7 separate regions of the Mus musculus genome follow, and all the other regions are linked to region 3. Evidence: chromatin contacts called from public HiChIP or PLAC-seq, Micro-C and promoter capture Hi-C data. All regions are on one chromosome and are shown on one strand. Each heading gives the region's core, a stretch centred on a gene start, on an enhancer-like site or on the middle of the called end of the contact. The rest is flanking DNA. Distances are from core to core; before and after follow the strand shown.

Region 1 (3,073 bases), core at 433-2,932, 780 kb before region 3:
CGCCCGAGTTATATACTGTGCCCATCTCCCAGGCCCACCACACTATATACTGTTAGAGAAATTCCTAACGTCACATGGGCAATCTAATGTCTCAGGATTTCTCGAACCTGAACTCATCAAGTCCTTCCCTGACCCTGCAGGCGAGGGTCCCCCCAAATAGACAGGGAAAGCCCAAGCCTGTAACTATAGTCTTTAAGGAGCAGAAACAAGAAGATTATGCCAAGGTCGAGTCCTACTTGAACTATATAGTGAGTGCCAGGCTAGCCAGGGCTTCATAGTAAAATCCTGTCGGGGCTGGGGTGGGGGAGGGTGGGAGAGGGAGACAAGAATGTAAAGAACAGCAACAACAACAACACAGCCAAACTACCACCACCATCACAATAAAATTCCACAATATAATAACAACCAAAAATCAGGAGACAGGGGGCTGGTGAGATGGCTCAGTGGGTAGGAGCACCTGACTGCTCTTCTGAAGGTCAGGAGTTCAAGTCCCAGCAACCACATGGTGGCTCATAACCATCCGTAACGAGATCTGACTCCCTCTTCTGGAGTGTCTGAGGACAGCTACAGTGTACTTACAATAAATAAATCTTAAAAAAAAAAAAAAAAATCAGGAGACAGAGTCTGGATCCCTTCCCTCAAAGCTGGCTAGGTATTAGTGGCCTGGGAGGACCCCAGGCTGGACCCTTTCCCTCATAGCCAGCAGCCTGTAGAAAAGAGCTGGAAAAATCAGACGTCTATCAAGCCTTGGTCAGAAGAATGGGATCGGAGGCTTATCTCTGACTCTGGAAGGAGAGGTGACATCTGGGACTGGTTACAAGGCCACACCCAGGGGACAAGGCTATTAACAGATAATTGCTGATAACTGGCTTCAGGAGCCCTAATCCTGGAGACAGACAGCTGGCCAGGGGCTTTCTGTTGAAGACTGAAGACATGCTATTCTGTGATATGACTGTCGCCTCTCTCTATACAGGTCTATCCATCACTGGACAGGACAAAGTTGCTCAGGGTGAGGTGAATTGGTTCGAAAGACGGGCCAGGGAGATGGTTCAGCGGGTAAAAGTATTAGCTTTGAAGTTAAAGCCTGCATTTCCACCACACCCACGCATGCACGCACCACTTGCAGCTGGGCTGCCCACGGGACAGTGGCCTCCACCGACATCACAGGCACCAGGAGAAGGGACAAAAATCAGAATGTCACCCAAGGGAGTAGGCAGTATAACTTTCTTCTTATATGTAGGTTTAAAATACACTCACATCTCTCTCTTTCTTTTTTTTTTTCTTTTGTTTTTTTCGAGACAGGGTTTCTCTGTGTAGTCCTGGCTGTCCTGGAACTCACTTTGTAGGCTGGCCTTGAACTCAGAAATCCGACTGCCTCTGCCTCCCGAGTGCTGGGATTAAAGGCGTGCGCCACCACACCCGGCCACTCACATCTCTTGCCATTGGGCATGTATACATATGTGTATGTGTTCTGAATTAATATGTGCATGTCTGGGGGTCAGGAGAAGGCCTTGGATTCCCAGAAGCTGTAGTTATAGGTGGTTGTGAGCCATACCATGTGTTTGCTGGTAGCAGTTGGTCCTCTGTGGAAGGTGACAAAGGTTCTTAACTGCTGAGCCATCTCTCTCCAGTGCCAACCCCGCCCCCTATTATTTCTCTTTTTCTCTTAGCTGACTGGTGTGGTTCCGAGAAGTCTCCACAAGCATCCAGGCAATGGGTGTGTTAGGGGAATTTCTCTTTACCCTTTCCCTTTCCCAGCTCAGAGTGGCTACTTCTGGAAAGGTGGTTCACATTGCCTTAGAGAGTGGTCCCCTCTTCTCCCAGTATCCCCTGAGGTTGGGTTAAAACAGCACGGATATTCTAGGACATCTATCGAAAGTTCTCCATACATGGTCGTCCAAAGTCTGCTTCCATGGATTTCTCTTTAAAATTTGAAGCCCAGACCAGCCTAGCCCTGGATCAGCATGAAGACCCAAAGGCGAGTAACCCCAGACTGAGAAGTCTCAACAGGAAGAAATATGGGTGACGTGGAGAGGGGTACAGGGTGGCCAGTTTAGAAGCAGCTATAAGGTAACCGAAGCGGCTCAGAACAAGGACCCTCGAGGGGAGTGGGAGCTACGGAGTATCCTGGAGAATGTGAGAGAGGAATCGGGAGCTGGGGACCTAGAGGAGAGGCTCGGTATACAGCAAAATGGGGGCCACCAGGAAGAGACTGCAGTGAAAATTTTGGAGGAGCGGGGCCAGCGGTACCTGATCGGTGAATAGCATTTGCGATGGCTGCATCCCAGACAGAATGGTCCCATCCCAGCTCTGGGCCCCAGGCGCTGGGGTTGCATTTTCTGTGAGCAGGCTATGGAAGACCCCCAGAAGTGAAACTGACCTCCCGGGCCAAGTGAATGCAGGCCCCACCTTCTTCCTGCATCAGCTCCCGGAATGGGAGGGCTCTAGGCGATCAAGCCCAGAAGGCTCCTGCCCACCTCTTTGTCCCTTGGCTTGGCAGAGACCTGCTCCTCTGTACAGCGGCCCGCGGGGATCGCAAAGAGAAAGGGAAACTAACTGATGGTAGAGAGAAGCTGATGCCGACCGCGGTGAGGGTAGGACAGACGCCCCAAGGGTGGCCCCAGGCGTCTCCATCCAACCTGCCTAGACCATCCTGTGCCGAGCTTGCAGCCAAAGCTGCCAGTTGAACCAAGGGTTTGACTCTGTAGGTGTTAAGGAGTGGGGACCCTTACATTTTCTCCCTTCGGCTTAGGAGGGGAGGGGACAGCCTGGCTTCGCATTTCTAATTGTGGCTTGGATTTTGGCACCCTTCACCTCTAATTTCCCAACTGCCCCAGGTGTGGAGCTAGACTGAGATCAACGGGGAGCACAAAAATGGATCATTGATGGCTCCGAATCAGCCAGCAGCAGGTGGCCGAGCTGGTATCAGAGCCCGTCATCCAAGCTTGTTTCCCTGCAGATGAGGGAGACCGAAATGAGTTTACTGTTCTCACAGACCTGTGTCTCTCGAGGGCAGTAGCGTGGACCAGTCAAATGTAGCAAGTGCACGCTTCTGGTTATTGAGGTTCAGCTA
Region 2 (3,048 bases), core at 247-2,746, 630 kb before region 3:
CTGTCTGTGCGTGTGCTCCACCTCAGAGCTATAAGATGGGGAAGGCACTACCCGCGGCAAAAATAAATAAATAAATTTAAAAATGGAGGACCATAAAGTCTGAATGTGGCCCTACTCTTGAGGTCAAGGTTGTTCCCCTCTGTAATCTTATCTAATAAAAATAAATTAAATAAAATAAAGTTAAAAAAAGAAGAAGGAAAAGGAGAAGAAGAAGAAGATAGTTAGCATAATTGTCCAAAGATACTGTAAGGGTAGACAGCATCTCATTTCCAGATGGGACAATGGAGGTCTAGAAAGGGGATCTGGTTTTATTTGGCAGTGGAACCAATCCAAAATGAGGGTGTGTGTATTTCCTCAGTTTCCTACTGCCTTTGGATACCAGCTTTTTTTTTTTTTTTTTTTTTTCTTTTCGAGACAGGCTTTCTCTGTATAGCCCTGGCTGTCCTGGAACTCACTCTGTAGACCAGGCTGGCCTCAAACTCAGAAATCTGCCTGCCTCTGCCTCCCCAGTGCTGGGATTAAAGGCGTGAACCACCACTGTCTTTCTTGTCCCAGTTCCCCCCACCCCCTTGGCATTTTAAAGTGAAGGACACCGGATCTCATCATCCTTAGAAGATATTGAACAGAAGTGGTTTATCCCCAGTCGCACTCCTTTATCTTCTGGGGGCGGGGTGTGTGTGTGTTTGAGAGAGAGAGAGAGAGAGAGAGAGAGATGGGGTGGTGGTGGGAGGGGACAGGTCCGTGGAGTCAGGAACTCATCCCAGGGGGAGGAAAGTAGGAGAACCGTGTTGCCAGCCCTACCTTCTCTTGCAACCAGCTGTGGATGGAGCCTTCTTTAAAACAGAAAAGCTGCTGTCAAACTTGGGGTTTCTGACTGGACATGGTGGTGCACTCTTATCTCAGCACCTGGGAGGCAGAGGGGTAGGTGGATCTCCGTGACAGTAAAATCCTGTCTTGGAAAAACAAAAACAACAACAAAAATAGGTGGTGCGGGAAGATGGGTATCCTGCCCACCTTGGAATTTAAAATTCAACCTTAAAATTAAATAGTATTAATCTTCTAGACTCAACTTCCCCTCTGGGTGGGTTCTTTATAAGAAACAAAAAAAACTTCCACGGACCTGTTTCCCTCGTCTTTAAAATGGGCAGACACGGCTGACGCTGGTAAGCGTCCAAACCACCCGCGCGGGGCCGCGTCAGGACCCTATCCTGGGGCCAATTTCATGACACCCTGTGTGCTCCCGCACCTAAAGCCTTTAGAGCTCCGGCGCCGCGCGCGCGTGGGCACGGATGCGCGAGGGAACGCTCGGGTCCCACAGCCTGGAGGTCGTACTCGCCCCCGCCTCCCACGCGCGGACTACAGGGCCCACGCGGAGGGCGGGCCGAGCCGGAGCCTTTGTGTTCAAATCAACCAATGGGCGGCGGCAGAGGGCGGGGCGGGCCGGCTGGGCCCGGCCAATGACTTGTGGGCTGTCAGCGTTGATTGACAGGCGCACACATACACACTCGGCCACGCGCGCACCGCCCTGCCCCACTCGCGCAGCGCGGTCCTCTGCCGGCCGCATTGTCCGCTCACCGACCCCGCGCCGTCCCGCGTCTCCGCTCCGCGCGCGTTTCAGCCCCAGCCCCGGGCCCGGCCCGGCCCAGTGCGCGGCGCCGCCCGGGGGACTCCGACGCGGGAAGAACCACGCAAGGTAAAGAAGGGATTGGGCCCGCCTCCCCACGGCCCCGCGCCCGCCTGACCCGGGTCGCCGTCCGGCCAAAGCGCGGGCCTGCGCCTCCCTGTCCGGCCAGGCCGGGCCACTCCAGCCCCTGCGCGACGCACGCCCCGGGACACTCGCGGGCCGGCGCCCTGACGCATCGCGGTCACGGGGAGGGCGCTGTCCCCAGGCGGGACTTCCCCAGCAGCCTCCGGGGAGGAGGGCAGCCAAGACCCAGCCGCCCCAAACCGGACCAGGGCTGTGCCACAGGCCGAGTCCTGGCACTGGAAGTTCTCAGCCTGCGCCACCGCTGCCTGTCACAGTTATGGGGTACGGGGGAGGGCCCTTTTAGCTCAGTTCCAAAACAGCCAAACCCAACCAAAACAAAACAAAGCCAGCGCGCTCCGGGGTGTGACTTAGAGCCAGGACAGAGGGTGAGCGCCTGGAGCACTTTTTTGTGTCCCAGGGGAAATGGAGTGGAAATGTCACGTATAATATTCCCCAGGATAGGGGAATCTTCGGGACCAAGGCTCTGCAGTAGGAAAGTATGTTTTATTTGAGGGTTTTGTAACTAATGGCGGGATGGAGGAGTGTCTATCTCAGCGGCTCCCCACGGTAGACCTTTGTCATCTTGTGTAATCTGGATGGCCGCTGTGGCAAACTATTTTGTGACAACAGGATGAATATGAAAGATAAAGATAAGGTCCACACCGCTCTGGGAGTGCTGGGAGGTGGCACACGGGGCAGTGTTCGGTGCCCCACCTCTCCACCTACTCAGAACGTTTAGATTCTTGCAACAGCGGCGTGGGCACTGTATAAACATGTTACACTCTTTTCCCCCCTGGCAAAGGCTTCATGTGCTACAGCGGGGCAGGGGTTAAGAGGTGGAGCATATGGGCATCTGGAGCTGTCAGGTGGGGGTGGCAGTCATGGGGGGAACTACCTTATAAGGACTGGAATACAACCCAGGACCAAGGCAACTTCCTGCTTTGGCTACTACCACTTGGTCCCTTTACCAACACCAGTCGAAGAGAGTGAGAGATGCCAGATGGGCATCCCACCTGGGAAGATGCCAGTTAGCCCAGACAGGAGGCTACTTGTCTTTCTAGCTGGATGAACCTGACCTTCTGGTTTCTGTGGTCTGGGTTTGGGTGTTTCCCACCATGCGAGGTCACTATCCACCAGGAATAGCAGAAACAATACTAAGTCACAAGTACCAGGAACTCATTTTGGATGGGTTTGGGATCTAAAGTTTTGTAATCCTGCTAGCCCAGGCTCGGTGAGATTCCTGGGTTGATATTCTGAGATTTGAAGCTGGGTCCCGTGCCTGAAAGATTTGTTTATCTTCA
Region 3 (3,082 bases), core at 74-2,573:
GTTCCCCACTGTAACCAGCAGAGCCGCGGGACCATACACCTAGACAGATTCCTATCGAGGTGGTTTGGGGAAGTAGTGTACCCGCAGTCACCTGACAGCCATTTAGCTAGGAACCCTGTGCCAGAAACGGGGTTAGTGCCCTACAGAGTATCTGCCCAAAGTGCCTTACAAAAGCTTTCTCCTCCATCCCTCTAGGTTCTTTGCGCCTTAAATGTAAATGGCAAACTAGCTGAAGAGAGAATTAAAACTAATGACCTACATTCCCACGGAAGTCCCACAAAATATGGGACTTGCTGTGCCGGATGATAGCCGCTTATCTATAGAAAGGAATGGGGTTTGTCTTCTAGGGGAGGGAAGGATGGGGAAGTGAGTAAAGCCGAAGCCCGGCAGCTTCTCCCAGGTAGGAAGTGATCTGGGGCCGCATTCTTTCTGAAGACCCTTTCCGGTAGGTGCCCTTACAAAGATGTAAATTTCTATTAGAAAGAAGTCAGCCTCCCAGAGCACCCGGGGACCAGCTCGAACTTAAAGGAAGCCTAACTGGGGGAGTGGCATATTCTCATCTCCTACAGTCAAGTTTGGGGTTACTATGCTCTGACGCCAATGGAGGAAGCGAGGCTCAGTATTTCTGCTGGAGCCTAGAGTAACGACGTCCCGAAGGACGGGTCAGAGTTCCCTCTTAGAGGTCAGAGCCTGACACCAGTGGCCCGAGGTGGGGGAGGGGGTGCACGGTCTTGGGGTCTCGGGTGGCCCTGCTCCGCGTTCAGAAGCGGCGGGTGTGAGGTCCCGGACCTCTCAGGGCGGCGCGTGCCACCGCGTCATTGAGGGGAGCGGCGGTCCCCAGCCCCGCGTGCTCGCTCGCGCACCCCGGGCACTCACAGCAGGTCGGGCCGGTGCCGGTGCAGGATGGCGCAGAAAGCCAGGCCGTCCCGGAAGGAGCTGCTCAGGTCGCGGATGTCCACGCCGCGGTAGCCCTCGCACTGGCGGCGACACCAGGCCAGGAGAGCGCCCCGCGGCCCCGCCATGGCAGGCCCGGCTCGGAGACGGCCCGGACTGGGGCTCGGACTTGGGCTCCGGTTCGTGTGGCTCCGACTCGGGGTCAGGTGGCACTGGGCTGCCGCTTGCGCTCCGGCAGGGCCAGTTTCCGGCTGTGTCTGCGGCGCGGCTCGGAGGTCGGGGCGCCACCGGCGGCCGGGGCGGGGCCTCGGTGTCTTCGCTCCGCTCTGGCGCGGCTAGGGCTGCGGACTCGGCTCCCGACCCCGCCCGGCCAGCCTGCCCCGACCTGCCCGCGAAGCCTCCGCCCCGCGTGGCCCGGCCCGGGCGGCCGCCGCTTACTCACCGCGGCCCGCTGTCCTCATTGTGGGCCGGCCGCGGGCGCCCACCGCCTCCGTCCCCGCCCCTGCCCGCCCGCGTCGCGGGGGAGCGCGAGGAGGATGGGGCCCCACCCTGCGGCCCCGCCCCCGCCGTCGAGCCCCTTCCCCGGAAGGGCGGACGCCCCACATAGCCCCTCTCCTCCAGATCGAGTCAACCCTTCCCTTGGGGAGCCCCTCCTGGAAGAAGGGACAACTCCTCGCTGGCTAGCCCCTCCCCAACGCCACCCCGCAGTCTCCCCAGGCCCTCCTACCCCAAGAGGTGGGACACTCTGGCTTTGCTGCTAGCCTGCCTCAAGCTCACCCTTAGGAACCTTCAGATTCTCCTCACTGACTTCTCTGAACCACACCCACGACTGGTCTGAAAGTCGAGGCACTTTCCCCACAGATCCCAGACCTCCAGATGGCCACCAGCTTTCTTCCATACCCCACCGCGCTACAACACTTCGAACGCCCGCCCCTCCCCCCACGGCCTGCCTAGGGGATCCAAACACCTTTACTACCACCAGGCCAGAGAGCTATGTAGTATGACAGGCTGGGGACCCCACAACCAAGTTGGTCCTTTCTGGTTCCCTCTCTCCGTGTAAACTAGGGGATCATAGATCCTTCCGGGGCTCTGTCTCTTCAACTTTTAGAATGGCTGGGCTCTTGCTGAAAGGACCTAGAAACCGACACAGAGGAAAACCTCTGCTTCCAACGCCTGGTTTGATAGTTTCTTCAAGACCCCACCAGGAGACCCCTCCCCCAGAGGCGCCTCCTAAATAAACCCAGGCTGATGAATCAGCCCCGCAGAGATGGTGACATCACTCTGACCTATGTGTAGCTTGTAGGAATGAGTCTGCTGCTCCCTTCTGAGGGAATGAACAGGGTTTTAGTCATCTGAAACAGGATTTTGGAGTTCTGTTAACCCAGGCTCAAATCCTGGTTCCCTCCCTCCCCAGCAACGTGATCTTGTGTCACCTTGAATTATAGTTTCATATCTTGAAAATGAAGATAGAGCCTTGTAGTTTATGCCCGAGAGGTGCTTGCCAGCCTGGGCTACAAGAGACTTGTTTCAAAACTTAAAAACTGGGCAGAAGCTGGGCATTGGTGGTGCATGCCTGTAAGCCCAGCACTCGGAGGCAGAGGCAGGTGGATTTCTGAGTTCGAGGCCAACCTGGTCTACAGAGTGAGTTCCAGGACAGCCAGGGCTACACAGAGAAACCCTGTCTTGAAACCGCCCCCCCCCCAAAAAAAAAAACTGGGCAGAATGGCTCAAGTGTTCATACATGGCTTGAAGGAATCCTGAGGTTACAATATAAAACTGTCTCAAAAATAAATTGGAGCCTGATATGGTGGCTACCTTTATCCCAACAATCAAGAGTCAGGTGGGTCTCTGGATGTTGAAGGTAAGCTGGATATAGAGTGAGTTCCAGGACAACCAGAGTTATAGAAACCCTGTCTCCAAATAAATAATAGGGCCAGTAAAATGGCTCATCAGGTAAAGGCCAAACTGTTGATCTGAATTCAATTGTCTACACCCACACGATGGAAAGAGAGAGCCAACTTCCAGAAGTTGAACTCTGACCTCCATGCAGATGTCATGGCACACAAGGCTTCCATAACCATAAACACACATAATGGACACAAGAATAAACGTATGGAAACTGTTGAGAGCACTTGCTGCTCTTCTGTCTGCTGGGTTGCATTTTCAGTCTGGACCTAGCTAACCACAG
Region 4 (2,989 bases), core at 231-2,730, 700 kb before region 3:
GCTGGGGTGCTGATATCGTCTCTACCCCTAAGGCTGTAGGGGGCCCAATGCCTGTCATTGCCTCCAAAGATCTGAGGCTAGATCTCCAGTTGTGGATGCTTCCTCTGAGCCGTGCTGCCTGGGCTGGGGTCTCAGGTTATTAATTGTCATCAACGCAGCTCTGGGTGCTCATGATGAGCAGAGCCCGCATTGTGCCTCTCACTAGCATATCTGGACAACAATCCCTGACTCTAGGGTGTGGGTGAGCAGAGGTGACATAACCCCCAGCCTGGAAAATGAAGGGAGTCAGAACGGATGCTCATGGACCTCCAATGGGGTGCCAGTGACCAGGCAAGGTCCCCCAGGATTCTGGAGGTTGCTGCCTCCTCAGAAAGGTCCTGGTCCCCAGTCATGTCCACGTTGGTAGCTGTGGGGAGTCAGAGACTTTTGAGATGGTCAAGACTTGGCTCAGGACTTAGTGAGCCATTACCAGGCTGCAGCGTGAACCTTCATGGCCTCCAGGGGTTCTTCCAGCTCAGGAATCCATCCCAGGCAGAGACAGCCTGCAGAACAGCAGGGCTGAAGCCGGACTGGAAAGGGTGGGAAGATTTTTAACGTTTTTCATTGCAAAGTTAATTTTCAACAGAATATATATAGAGGCATTTTAGGCACGATAAAGTAAAACCTACACACATAGCCCACTCCTGCCTGGTCTTGGCGCCCACCAGCTTGCATCCCACCTGCCATTCTGACAGAGGCTGCAGCGAGCTAGGGGATTATCCTCTGGCAACTTTGATGCTTGCAGACCTAAGGGCTCAGATGGGGTGCTTGGAGCAGAGCGAACCTGCTCTTCTGGAAAGAGGAGGTAGCAGGTGACACTCAGGTGACCACAGCAGAAACAGATTAGGCCTCCTCACCCTCGACTGCTGTCTCTTTGATCGCTAGCTTTCACCTTAGTAGTCCTGTCCAGGCAGATGTGGCTCACCTCAATGCTGCTTCAAATGCATTCTAGCTGTGACCTTGGGCTGCCACTTGGCCTCAGTTTCAGAGGGTCTCAGTTTCCTCTTTGTTATCAGGAGCATGTTCAGGCTGAGGCTTAACTACAACGGAGCCGGCATCACGCTGAGCCCAGGGCCCTCAGTTTCCTCATTTGTATCTTGAACGTGTTCAGACTGGTGTTAACTGCAACCGAGGCTGCAGCGTGCTGAGGCCAGAGCCCCGCAGGGACACAGCTATGGGCATTCCGGGGGGCGGGAGGACCCGGAGAGGACCAGAGGCCAGGACGCAGGGTCGCCTTAGAACCCAGCCGCCACGTAGCCATCCAGTCACCTCCTTCTGAGTGAGATGAAGCCCTGGGCGTGGCGCACGCAGTCGGGCTCCCGGCACGGAACGGGTGCGGGGCTGGGCTTCGGCCGGCCCCGGGGGAGCGAGTGGGGCGGGGCCGCCGCGCCCGCCTTCTCCTCCTCCTCCCGCCGCGCGGGCTCAGAGCGGCGGCAGTAGCGGCCGCGGCGACAGCTCCGGCTCCCACTCCGGCTCCCGTTCCGGCTCCCGCGCTCCCGGGCCCTGCGCCCCGACCCCCGCCGCCGCGCCTGCCGGGGGCCTCGCGCGCCCCCTCCGCGCCTCACGCTGAAGTTCCTGGCCGTGCTGCTGGCCGCGGGCATGCTGGCGTTCCTCGGTGCCGTCATCTGCATCATCGCCAGCGTGCCCCTGGCGGCCAGCCCCGCTCGCGCGCTGCCCGGCGGCACCGACAACGCCTCGGCCGCCTCGGCCGCCGGTGGCTCGGGTCCGCAGCGCAGCCTGAGCGCCCTGCACAGCGCAGGCGGCTCGGCCGGGCCCTCGGTGTTGCCCGGGGAGCCCGCGGCCAGCGTCTTCCCGCCGCCGCCCGTGCCGCTGCTCAGTCGCTTCCTCTGTACGCCGCTGGCCGCCGCCTGCCCGTCGGGGGCCGAGCAGGGGGACGCGGCAGGCGAGCGCGCAGAGCTGTTGCTGCTGCAGAGCACCGCGGAGCAGCTGCGCCAGACGGCGCTGCAGCAGGAGGCGCGCATCCGCGCAGACCGGGACACCATCCGCGAGCTCACCGGCAAGCTGGGCCGCTGTGAGAGCGGCCTGCCGCGCGGCCTCCAGGACGCCGGGCCCCGCCGCGACACCATGGCCGACGGCGCCTGGGACTCACCTGCGCTGCTGCTGGAGCTGGAGGACGCGGTGCGCGCGCTGCGAGACCGCATCGAGCGCATCGAGGTGAGTGGTGCGCCGTCGGGGGACACGGGGTGGAGGGGCCCTGCTCAGCCTGCGGCGCGGGGGTCCCGGGTCCCTGGAGCTGCGGTCGGGTCACCTGAAGCATGCCCCTGGCAGGCACCATGGAAGTGTTCTGGTCCGAATCGCCGGTGGGAACCTGGCACGGTGATCGGGGCACGAGAATGGGAGAACGGCGTCCACTTGTAGTGAAAATTGATTGAGATGCAGGTGTGGGGATGTTTGGCACATGGTCTCCTTAGATGCTCTCCTCGGGAACCTAGAGCAGCTCCCACCCCGTACTCACTACCTTTAGGAGTACCGTTAGCTGTCTTGGCAAGCCCAAGAGTGCCTCATTAGCACCAACCTGCACGCCTGCATCACCTCTCATCCCCGGGCCACGCCCAGCTTTATGTACCTGAAGCTCTGAACTCTTGGGGTAAATCAGCGGATGACTCCTCAATAGGGGTGTACTTAGCTCCCTCCGCCTCCTTTTCCAGGTCAGATACAAGGAGTCCCCGGGGAGTAGGGACCCTTCTCGGGTTTGTGTGTGATGCTAAGGCATTGACTGATTATGCCTATGGTCCCTTTCCTCTCTGTTACAAATTCCCAGTCTGGGGACAAATAGATAAGATAGATTGAGCAGGACAAACAGACAGGAAAGCCTTGGCCATTCCCAGACATGGACTGATTTCCAGACACGGAATAAATCCTCGAAGGAGGGGCGAGATAGGGCTGATGCTGTGGCCCCAGCCTCCTCCCCCAGGCTGTAGCTGGGCAA
Region 5 (2,901 bases), core at 81-2,580, 580 kb before region 3:
GCCTAGAAAGGATATATATTCTGAATACTTGCTTTTCGAATTGAATGTTTTGGAGAATAAATATAAAAAGTAACAGTTGAGAGGTAATTCCTAATCATCTTTACATTCTCTTTCTGAAAACAATTTGGTCCAAGCTCAAACCCTTAATTCACTATAGACATAATGATTTCAAACAACTTGATCGACTTCTTTGGGCTGTATTTTTCTCCCTGAAAAAGAAAAAAAAAGTCTAATTTGCTTAACAATAATTAATTACTCATCAGTTAATTAATAGATGTTTACAATAATTCTGGTTGAACAGCAAGTCCCTAGGAGATAAATCCTATGTAAATACACTGTAACAGTTTGGTAGTTTACACATTACACACACACACACACAAAAAGATAATTCAAAAGTAGTCTAGGTAGAGGATGCCCTATCATGTGGTAATCTCTCAGATGTGTTGCACAATACTGTTGATTGGGGTGATCATGAGGATTAGAGAAACCATTACTTTGAAAGTGCAAATCTGTTGTTTTCCCTAACAAAAATCCGATAGGAAGGCAAGTTAGAAACAGTGACTTAATTTAAACCCATGGGAAACTGTAAATAGTCTGCCTTTGGACACAATGTACTCAGCTAAACTCAAAATACGGAGCTCTAGTTGGTAGAGTGCTTGTCTTGCATTTACCAAGGTTCGATCCCTTGCCCTGAACAAATTGGACATTCTTGGTTACGTAATGAGTTTGAGACCAGCTGAACTAGAGAACACACACGCGCACACACACACACGTCTAAAAAGAAGGATCAGAAGGGAAAAGAAAACACAGAAAGGAAGGCTTGTGACAGCCATCAAGAGAAGGTTGCTGATCAAAAGGGCAGTGGTTTGTGTGAAGTGAACTGGAATACGACACCAAGGATCTGAAATAGAACTCAGGTTTCCATTTGAAATATGACTCCCGGCGAGAGTCTTGCCCTCAGCTCTCAAAGAAAACTGGAGGCGGTCGGGTTCACCAACCAAGATTACGCCCGACCGCGTCGGTAAAGTGTTAGGAAATCTGATGAACATAAGTGGGCCAGGGCAGCCGCTGCCCGGGCTCAAGAAAGCACTCTGCCGGGAGGAGGGCCCTGCGGCGTCCAGGCGGGAGTGGGCGCCGGGGCGGAGCTGCGGCGAAGCGACAAGTCGACCTCCCCCGCTACCGCGGAGCTCCACAACCCTGCACAACGGCTCCGCGACCTCTAAGCACCTCCACCGGACCAACAGCCCGCGTTGGCTACGTCACACAACGTCAGGGGTGACGCGAGGTTGGCAGGCGGGGTCAGCGCGGGGGCGTGTCTGGGGCGCGCGCGGAGTGAACGCCGCTGACGTCGGGCTCAGGTGCGCGTGCCCGCCCGCTCCGCCGCCTGCTTGTCCGCGCGTGGGCCAGGTGGCGGCCCGCAAGCTCCAGGTGGCGGCGTCGGGGAGACGAACAGTCCCCGCCGGGCAGGCAGCGGGAAGGAGCCCGGGACTGGCCTCACGTGACAGCAGGAGGTCGCTGCGGGGACGGTCAGCCCGGTGGGCCAAGGCTGCACCGGGCGAGGCAAGGCGTCCGGCCGCACCCTCGCGGGCCAGGCGGGACCTCCCCGCGGCGGCGCCCGGGCTGCCGTTCCCCTTTCCGCGGCTCCTCCCGCGCCGAGGCGAAGCGGCTCCTCCGCTGGGCCGAGTCCGCCAGTCCGCTGGCGGTCATGGAGCGCTATCCCCGGAGCCCCCGCGCGGCCCGCGACCTCACGCCCTCCGATCCTCGCTAGCTCTTGGCATTGGGCCTTTTCTCCGCCACCCAACCCGGTCTTCGGAGCCTGTGGTGTTGTGATTCGGACGAAATGGAAGAAAAGGAGCGATGTGACCCCTTCGGTTCTGCCCTCCTGCATTGAGGCCTAGTTGGCATCTGCAGAGAGGAAAACACGGCCAGGAAAGCGTGGTGTTTCTTTTTTTCCAAAGGGGGTGGGAGGGGAAGGCGGCAGCCAAAGGGAGGAATCCTACGTTTTATATGTTTTTTTTTTCTTTGTTAATTCTACACTTTGAAAGTGTTGGCTAAATAAACTAATCCAAAAGTTATTTTTTCCTATCGAGAAGACAGAAAAAGGTAGATTTTTTTTTTTGTCCCTTTTGATTCCAACCTTTCCTCCCAGTGACAAAGCATAAATCATGAACACCAGAGAATAAATAGGTGAATCTCAGGAATCCGAAGACAGAAACCTAGACTTTCCTCAGGAGGGAAGGAGCGGAGTGTTTAGCGGCTCTGCCTGGAACCTAAATCGAAAAACATGAGTTGCGTGCCATGGAAAGGAGACAAGGCCAAAGCTGAATCCTCGGACCTTCCCCAAGCAGCGCCCCCACAAATCTACCATGAGAAGCAGCGCAGGGAGCTCTGTGCTCTTCATGCTCTCAACAACGTCTTCCAGGACAGCAACGCCTTCACGCGGGAAACGCTGCAGGAGATTTTCCAGAGGTAGGACTCCCCTGCTTGGCATCTCGATCCCCCCCACTTCTTGGTATTTCTGAGTTTGTGTGGGTGGTGCAGTGTCTCGGGGACAGAAACCTTCAAACCTACAGGTTTGGAATTTAGATGCTGGGGGCAGGAATGAGGCACACAGAAATGGCAGGCAGGTAGTCACCATCTATGGTCCATCTGTGGTGGACTAACCTCAGTTGTGCTGTCTCCACGGCTGGAGTCAGACAGAGGACTCCGTGTGGCATGTGTTATTCCCATTTGTGATGAAGACAGGGCTCAGTGGGTCCTATCTCCACTGGTGGTCACTGCTCTATTGCCTCCCTAACAGACCTGCCACCAAGGAGTTTACAATCTAGGAGGGATACAAAATACATCCACATTCAGCCATCTGTTACCAAAGGTGGGACATGGTGGAAATCTCAAGAAAAG
Region 6 (2,891 bases), core at 248-2,747, 730 kb before region 3:
CAGGTTTGCTGTCTTGCCAGCTAAGAGGATTTTCTCAGTAGCATAAAGACTTTGAGGGGGAGCAGAAGGATTTCAGTCAATGTACTTTCTATACATATCTGCAGGCGTGCAGGGATGGAAAGCTGAGATTTTCATCAGTGAATTTGCACCTTCAAGAAATGGTGCAATCGCGGGGAGACTTGTACAACCCTGTGCCCCCACCCCATTCTAATAAGCCAATCATGAAATCAAAAGATAATCCTGACCCTTACAAATCCCCACCCCTCCTCCAGCCCAGCCCTAGACAACAGGTGAACAGAGCAAAATCAGTGTTAATGTCCAATCAATATCATTAAGGGAGGATAGCATCTCCAGTGTGAATAGTACAACCCTATAGTGCTTAAACATTTAAATAGATAGAACATGTGTGCCTGTGTTCTCCAAGTAGGTGATGTATCTATGCATATTCATGCAGGCCCGAGTTTAGGGAAAGAACTGGGCTAGAGGACCCCAATGACTTAATACAGGTTATGAATTGCTCCTTCCCTTTCGTTTCCTTATTTATATGTGGTTAATTTTTTTTTCTTTTTGCAAAGAACAAGACCACTGGCCTAATGGAAACTCCGATTAAATAATTTTTCAATGTGTGTTTCCAGCGAGGTGGGCTACATCCAAGAGGGAAAGTTCCAGATCCCACTTGCGCCTCCCAGGAGCAATGGCGGAGTCATTCCTGCAGCTGTGGTTTGTAGAATTATGCTGTGGCCTGCGGCCTGAAAATCCCAATACAGATTTGACCATGAAGGCGGGTTCTGCTGAGTGACCCAAAGAAAGACTGCTTTGGACTCAATCTGGGATGCCCTGCGGTTCTCTTTTGAGACCTCTCTCTCTTTGGTTTATAAACACACTCGCCAAGGTCTACTTGTAGGTGTTGAGACCATGGTCGCAGGCCTGGGTCACCTCTGCAGTCACCCCCCCCCCCCCGCCGCCCCCTTCCTGCTGTGGCGTTTTTGTTTTAACTTATCTGAACCGGTTACAAAACCACACTCCCACGAATACATAAATAATGGATGGGGTGATGTGTTAAAGAAATCCCCACAAGGCCTGGCAAAGCTGCAGTGAATGCATTTCTGCTGTATCATATTTAACTGTTTGCAAACGTCTGCAGGAGGATGCACAGCGCCTAGAGACTCCTGGGCCTATCGCATCTCTCTGTCGAGGGCCTGGCAATTCTGGCATGAGGAGTTACAAGGAGGGTAGGAGGTGGCAGGGATCCTGGGCCTGCAGGATGAAGTGGGACAATGTAGGATTGCACTGCACCTCACTCGGCTTGGCAGCAGCCAAGCATCCATCGGTCTCCCGCCAGGACTGCGGGGGAGAGGACAGGCCCCTTTAAGAGCCTTCGCGCGCCCCCGCCCCGCGAGCGCTCATTTTCCCTAGCAACCGCCCCGGGGGAGGGGGAGGCCCTGGCAACGGCGCTCAGGCCCGGAGCATCACGTGACGGCCCGCAGCTGGAACGCGAGCGCGCGCCCCGCCGAGCGCCCGCCCGCCGGGGGCCTGAGCGCTGGGGCGCGTGCGCGAGCGGTGCAGCACCGGCCGCGGGAGCAGGGAGTATTATGGGCTGTGGGTGCCGCTGAGCAAGATGGAGCTGTCTGCAGTAGGCGAGCGGGTCTTCGCGGCCGAATCCATCATTAAACGCCGGATCCGCAAGGTGAGCCCTCGGCCGGGACAGCCCTGTGTTCCCCGCGGTGGTGTCGGAGCCCGCGGGGCCCTCGGGGTGCAGTGGTCCGGCTAGCCGGGTTCCCTCAGCCACCCCCGCGCCGCCGCCTCCTCGCGTCCCTGCATCTTCCCCACCCCCACCCCCTATTTTTTTTTTTTTCCTTTCTGTTTTTCAGGGACGCATCGAGTACCTGGTGAAATGGAAAGGGTGGGCGATCAAGTGAGTGTCGTGGGTCGTTGGCATGGGGACTGGGGAGGCGGCAAGAAGACACCTGGGCCTTGGATAGGGGGTGCGTGCTTGAGCCCTCGCGGTGTGCCCCTGCCCCTTGGGTTTTCATTTTGCTCTTCTGTACGCGTGACTCGGCAGGTACAGCACTTGGGAGCCAGAGGAGAACATTCTGGATTCGAGGCTCATCGCAGCCTTCGAGCAGAAGTGAGTTGGAGAAGCTGGCAGGCGCGGTGGGGCGCCGCGCAGGGAAGCGGGAAAGGCGGGCAGGGTCGGGGAGTGGGGCCCAGGAAGGGACCCTTTTTCATCTTTGGCGTTTCTTGACTACAGGGAAAGGGAACGTGAGCTGTATGGGCCCAAGAAGAGGGGACCTAAACCCAAAACTTTCCTCCTAAAGGTAACCTGGCCCAGCCCCAGCAGCCCCCGCTCGGGCCCCCAGCCAGGGCGCAGCACAGGGCCGGCCTGCAAGGGAGGGACAGATCCGCCGCTGCCTAGGCGGGCAGGCTTTTCCAGAGGGGCCCCAGCTGGGCAGGGGGTGGTTGTGAGTCCCTGACAAGTCCCTGGCAGCGGGCCGTAGCCAGCCCAGCCAGAGGGGCCTGGGAGTGGGGTAATCAGGGATGAAACCAGGAACTGGGGGTGGGGGATCGACTGTGCTCCAGGAAGCGGGTGAGTGAAGCAGGTGGGGCATACTCAGGGGAGGAGGTGACTGGGAAGTTCTTTTCGCTAGTGAGACCCTTCATCTCCTCCAGCCTTGAACACACTGGCCTGTTTTGTGATTTAGAGTCTTGGAGCTGTTGAGTATAGATAGGCTTACCTCCTGGCAAAACACTGGCCTCCCATGCCCTATAACTGCCCACCTCCTTTGGAGTGTATTCTGTACCTTCTCCCATAGCACTTGGGGGCCCGGCTTGAATTTGACCTTAAATTACTTCAACCTGAATTTGATCATTCACACTGGACTACCAGCTTT
Region 7 (2,907 bases), core at 274-2,773, 670 kb before region 3:
GCGGTTGGTGCTGCCAGCAGGGAAGGAAGATGGTCTAACAATTGCTGTTGCTCCTCAGAAGGTCACTGGTAACCACAAGAGAGGGAATTTCAGAAACATCGTGGGAGTGGAAGCCAGATTGTGGTGGGCGGGAGAATGAATGGGAGGCGAGAAAGAGAGGATGGCAAACAAGGACCCCTTTGGGGGAGTCGTTTGTGTAAGTGACAGAAGTGAGAGCGTCATCCCCCTCAAAGGCTGCCCTTCATCTCCTGGAGAAAGTTGGAAAAGAGGATTAAGGAAATTTGAAGGCTGAGTAAGATTCGCCACAGACAGTCAGAACTTTCCAGGGAGGCTAGCTAGGAACTGTCGTGTGCTGAGCTGAATTCCTGCTGCCAAGTCTCAAACCAAGCCCAATGTGTGTGTTCTGGGTCTGTACACTCAAGCTAGGTTAATCCACTGTCCCAGATCAGACCTTGTTACCACTCTCCCCAAAGCTCTCCAGCAACCAATGACTCTATCTCACCTCACACCAGGGGCCACTTGTGTTTCAAACCTCTCTTTCTTCTGCCCTGCTTCTTTCTTTGTCTTCCCCTCTACTTGACCTACTATGTTGACCCTGCACTCCTACTACGTTGACCCTGCACCCAGGCCTCTTGGAGCTACCGCTGTCCCGCTCCCATTAGCATTCTGGTCATCTTGGGCTCTTCCCGCCTCGTTGTCCCACTTAAAAAGAGCCAGTACCCTGCCAGTCTCTGCTATAGAAGCACGCGGAAACGATTCCATTTCTTCTCATGGCTCTATACCTTCTGAACTGTGCCTTCCGCAGAATCACCAGCTAGTGGGGCTTCATTAATGATTGCATGATACGCATAGAATAAATGTTTAGATTATGGGGCATTCCACTGATCCATTCTTCTTCTTCACCTTCCCCTCAGCAAGAGGCTCTAACACTCTTTGGTCATTTCTTTCCAAGAATCAGAAGCAGGTTCCAGACAACTGCATCTGATGGTACAGGTGTCTCCCAGCCCCTGGGACAAAGCAACCCTGGAGGGTTTGCACAAGGGAAAGATCTGGATTCCTTCTCTGAGGTTATGCCTTGATTCTTTCCTTCAGTCTCTCTAGTTCTACACATTGGCCCAGACGGGATCACGGATGCTGTTAACAGTAAGCACTGTGTTGCGAATCAATGAGACAGTCACTCACTGTAAAGGACTAAAACACTACCTAAGTTCTGGTGGTTATCAGGCTCCTGCGGTCGTCGTAAAATAGCAGATCAGCGTCACGACACCAACAAACTGCATTTGTCATTTTCGATGTCGAAAACTCCCAGGGCAATACAGCTTTAAGAAGTTTGTTCCTCTACAAAGACTACTTCTGCCTGTCCGCAGCTGCTCCGGCAGGCTTAAGACGACTATGAGCGAAGCCCCACCTCCTCGGTCTTTAAGCCACGCCCCTCGCGTAAGCTCCGGCCTCCTAGGCCCCTTCGGAATTAATTGGCACTTCTCTACACCAATAATAAGTGATATTGCTGTCAACGTCCGGTGACGGGACGGGACTTCCGTGATGGTTGCTAAGACACTCTGGCTCGCTCCTTGACAACCCTGGCGGGGGTGCGCTGGCTGTGGCCTCGGCTCCGGCCCCCGCGGGAGCAGGTGAGGGCGCGGAGTGCGGAGGGCAGCGCGGCGGGGAGGGCTGGCCCTGAGGGAGGGCGGGAGGATGCGCGGGGCGGACAAGGCCTGGCCCAACGCTAGGCCCCACCTAGGTCCCCAGCCCGCGGTTCCCGGCCCAGGACCTCCCCTTGTCCCACGTAGGAGACCACGGAGCTTGGCAGTGACATTGCGCACCAGCACCACTTTGCAGGCCGCTCCTCCTCACTCATCTTGGGTCCTGTTTAGCTCCATGCCCTCGCATCCTCCCTGTTTTGACTCCCACTGCACTTTGTCCCCGCACCACCTCGCTGCTGACTGGTGGTCTAAATCGCCTCGTCCCAGATCACTTGGTTTGGAGATTTGGCGATACTCTGGGATTCTAGGCTGACTATTGCCCGACGGGGGGCACTCAGTCTTCCCATCTATAAAGTCGAAATTGGGTTGAATGGTCGCAAAGGCCTTTTGGACTCTGACGTCCTAGCATGATGTTGTGGGACTTAACTGTCAACGCCCCTTAGGATGTGTGTTCTCCTAACCTTTTATGTAATGCAAAGAATTTGGCAAACTTAAGTTGGATTCCCATTGGTAAGAACTACCTAAGATCTCTCTGGGCACCAGTCAGTGCATCTATAAAGCCAATAGTCTGAAGTTCATCTCCTTTGGCAAATGAAGTACAAAGGGTCCAGTCCAGTGTAGACGGTACTTGCTCACTTGTCTTTTTTCTGTGTGTATGTGCGTTCCTGTGTGTGCAGTTACATGTGGAGGCTGGAAGTCAACATTCGGTGTCTTTCACAATCACTCTCCACCTTATTGTCTGAGACAGGGTCTCCCTCTTTGATGCCAGGAGCTCACCACTGGGCTTCATGGCTAATGAGCTTCCAAGGATCCATCCTCTCAGCTGCCTCTCCAATGCTGGGCTCACAGGCATGGCCGCCTCACCCAGCCCTTTACACGGGTGCTGGGATAGAAAACTCTGGTCTTCATACTTTTGTAGCAAGCACTTTATAAACTGACCTCCACCCCCTAATTTCTTCTTTTTGTCTGTTATGACCTCACACTTTCCCTCCTGGGAAGAGCCCAGTGCTTTCCTGCGCAGTATCCCACTCAGTAGCCACTGTCTGCAGATGAACCTCAGGCCTGCTGTCTGGCTCTGCTCTTCCCCTGTGGCTAGGAATTCTTGGGGTACAGGAGTGAGGAAACTGAAAGAGGTTGGTACAGTGATACGAGGATTCATAGCTTCCCTTTTCCAACCATCCATGACTCTGCCATCTTTTCCTCC

The links. Promoter capture Hi-C pulls out the DNA fragments that hold promoters and counts their contacts. A called contact is a pair of places that touch in the nucleus more often than the background predicts. HiChIP or PLAC-seq counts read pairs in DNA pulled down with a chosen protein or histone mark.
Region 1: a contact with region 3 is called in an H3K27ac HiChIP or PLAC-seq map of bone marrow-derived dendritic cells, with 2.3 times the contacts expected there. The contact joins the promoter of D730005E14Rik here to the promoter of Micall1 in region 3. A contact is called at or near these places in 5 of 39 promoter capture datasets (the C10 cell line, the SN4741 cell line, liver and 1 more), 2 of 115 datasets of contacts at active chromatin or transcription factors (bone marrow-derived dendritic cells and memory CD8 T cells) and 1 of 9 other capture datasets (adipose tissue).
Region 2: a contact with region 3 is called in a promoter capture Hi-C map of liver, with 2.5 times the contacts expected there. The contact joins the promoter of Sun2 here to the promoter of Micall1 in region 3. A contact is called at or near these places in 2 of 39 promoter capture datasets (both in liver) and 1 of 115 datasets of contacts at active chromatin or transcription factors (memory CD8 T cells).
Region 4: a Micro-C map of embryonic stem cells shows a contact between it and region 3, with 2.2 times the contacts expected there. The contact joins the promoter of Nptxr here to the promoter of Micall1 in region 3. A contact is called at or near these places in 2 of 39 promoter capture datasets (both in liver) and 1 of 484 Hi-C or Micro-C datasets (embryonic stem cells).
Region 5: an HNF4G HiChIP or PLAC-seq map of pancreatic cancer cells shows a contact between it and region 3. The contact joins the promoter of Josd1 here to the promoter of Micall1 in region 3. A contact is called at or near these places in 7 of 39 promoter capture datasets (the 3T3-L1 cell line, 3T3-L1-derived adipocytes, the C10 cell line and 3 more), 4 of 115 datasets of contacts at active chromatin or transcription factors (bone marrow-derived macrophages, extraembryonic endoderm stem cells, pancreatic cancer cells and 1 more) and 3 of 9 other capture datasets (liver, macrophages and pancreatic islet).
Region 6: a contact with region 3 is called in an HNF4G HiChIP or PLAC-seq map of pancreatic cancer cells. The contact joins the promoter of Npcd here to the promoter of Micall1 in region 3. A contact is called at or near these places in 2 of 39 promoter capture datasets (liver and pre-B cells) and 1 of 115 datasets of contacts at active chromatin or transcription factors (pancreatic cancer cells).
Region 7: a promoter capture Hi-C map of liver shows a contact between it and region 3, with 4 times the contacts expected there. The contact joins the promoter of Dnal4 here to the promoter of Micall1 in region 3. A contact is called at or near these places in 5 of 39 promoter capture datasets (the C10 cell line, hematopoietic stem and progenitor cells, liver and 1 more), 1 of 484 Hi-C or Micro-C datasets (B cells) and 1 of 115 datasets of contacts at active chromatin or transcription factors (microglia).

The regions. Positions count from the first base shown.
Region 1 is chr15:79,891,747-79,894,819 of GRCm38.p6, reverse strand. D730005E14Rik (RIKEN cDNA D730005E14 gene) reads left to right here and starts at 1,682. Exons shown (of 1, transcript NR_030675.1): 1 at 1,682-3,073. Apobec3 (apolipoprotein B mRNA editing enzyme, catalytic polypeptide 3) reads right to left here and starts at 2,412. Exons shown (of 8, transcript NM_030255.3): 1 at 2,251-2,412. The coding sequence starts at 2,303.
Region 2 is chr15:79,740,984-79,744,031 of GRCm38.p6, reverse strand. It overlaps Sun2 (Sad1 and UNC84 domain containing 2), which reads left to right and starts at 1,496. Exons shown (of 18, transcript NM_001205345.1): 1 at 1,496-1,693. It overlaps Gm16576 (predicted gene 16576), which reads right to left and starts at 1,334. Exons shown (of 4, transcript NR_045069.1): 1 at 1,121-1,334; 2 at 802-949.
Region 3 is chr15:79,107,224-79,110,305 of GRCm38.p6, reverse strand. It overlaps Micall1 (microtubule associated monooxygenase, calponin and LIM domain containing -like 1), which reads right to left and starts at 1,323. Exons shown (of 16, transcript NM_177461.1): 1 at 877-1,323. The coding sequence starts at 1,022.
Region 4 is chr15:79,803,200-79,806,188 of GRCm38.p6, reverse strand. Nptxr (neuronal pentraxin receptor) reads left to right here and starts at 1,480. Exons shown (of 5, transcript NM_030689.4): 1 at 1,480-2,214. The coding sequence starts at 1,606. All of the region lies in intron 5 of Npcd (neuronal pentraxin chromo domain), which reads left to right.
Region 5 is chr15:79,686,301-79,689,201 of GRCm38.p6, reverse strand. Josd1 (Josephin domain containing 1) reads left to right here and starts at 1,330. Exons shown (of 4, transcript NM_028792.3): 1 at 1,330-2,469. The coding sequence starts at 2,285.
Region 6 is chr15:79,832,939-79,835,829 of GRCm38.p6, reverse strand. It overlaps Npcd (neuronal pentraxin chromo domain), which reads left to right and starts at 1,497. Exons shown (of 9, transcript NM_001013362.2): 1 at 1,497-1,687; 2 at 1,872-1,915; 3 at 2,063-2,128; 4 at 2,252-2,318. The coding sequence starts at 1,619. Cbx6 (chromobox 6) reads left to right here and starts at 1,497. Exons shown (of 5, transcript NM_028763.3): 1 at 1,497-1,687; 2 at 1,872-1,915; 3 at 2,063-2,128; 4 at 2,252-2,318. The coding sequence starts at 1,619.
Region 7 is chr15:79,773,083-79,775,989 of GRCm38.p6, reverse strand. Dnal4 (dynein, axonemal, light chain 4) reads left to right here and starts at 1,523. Exons shown (of 4, transcript NM_017470.2): 1 at 1,523-1,631. It overlaps Gm30977 (a long non-coding RNA gene), which reads right to left and starts at 1,462. Exons shown (of 4, transcript XR_875488.3): 1 at 1,204-1,462.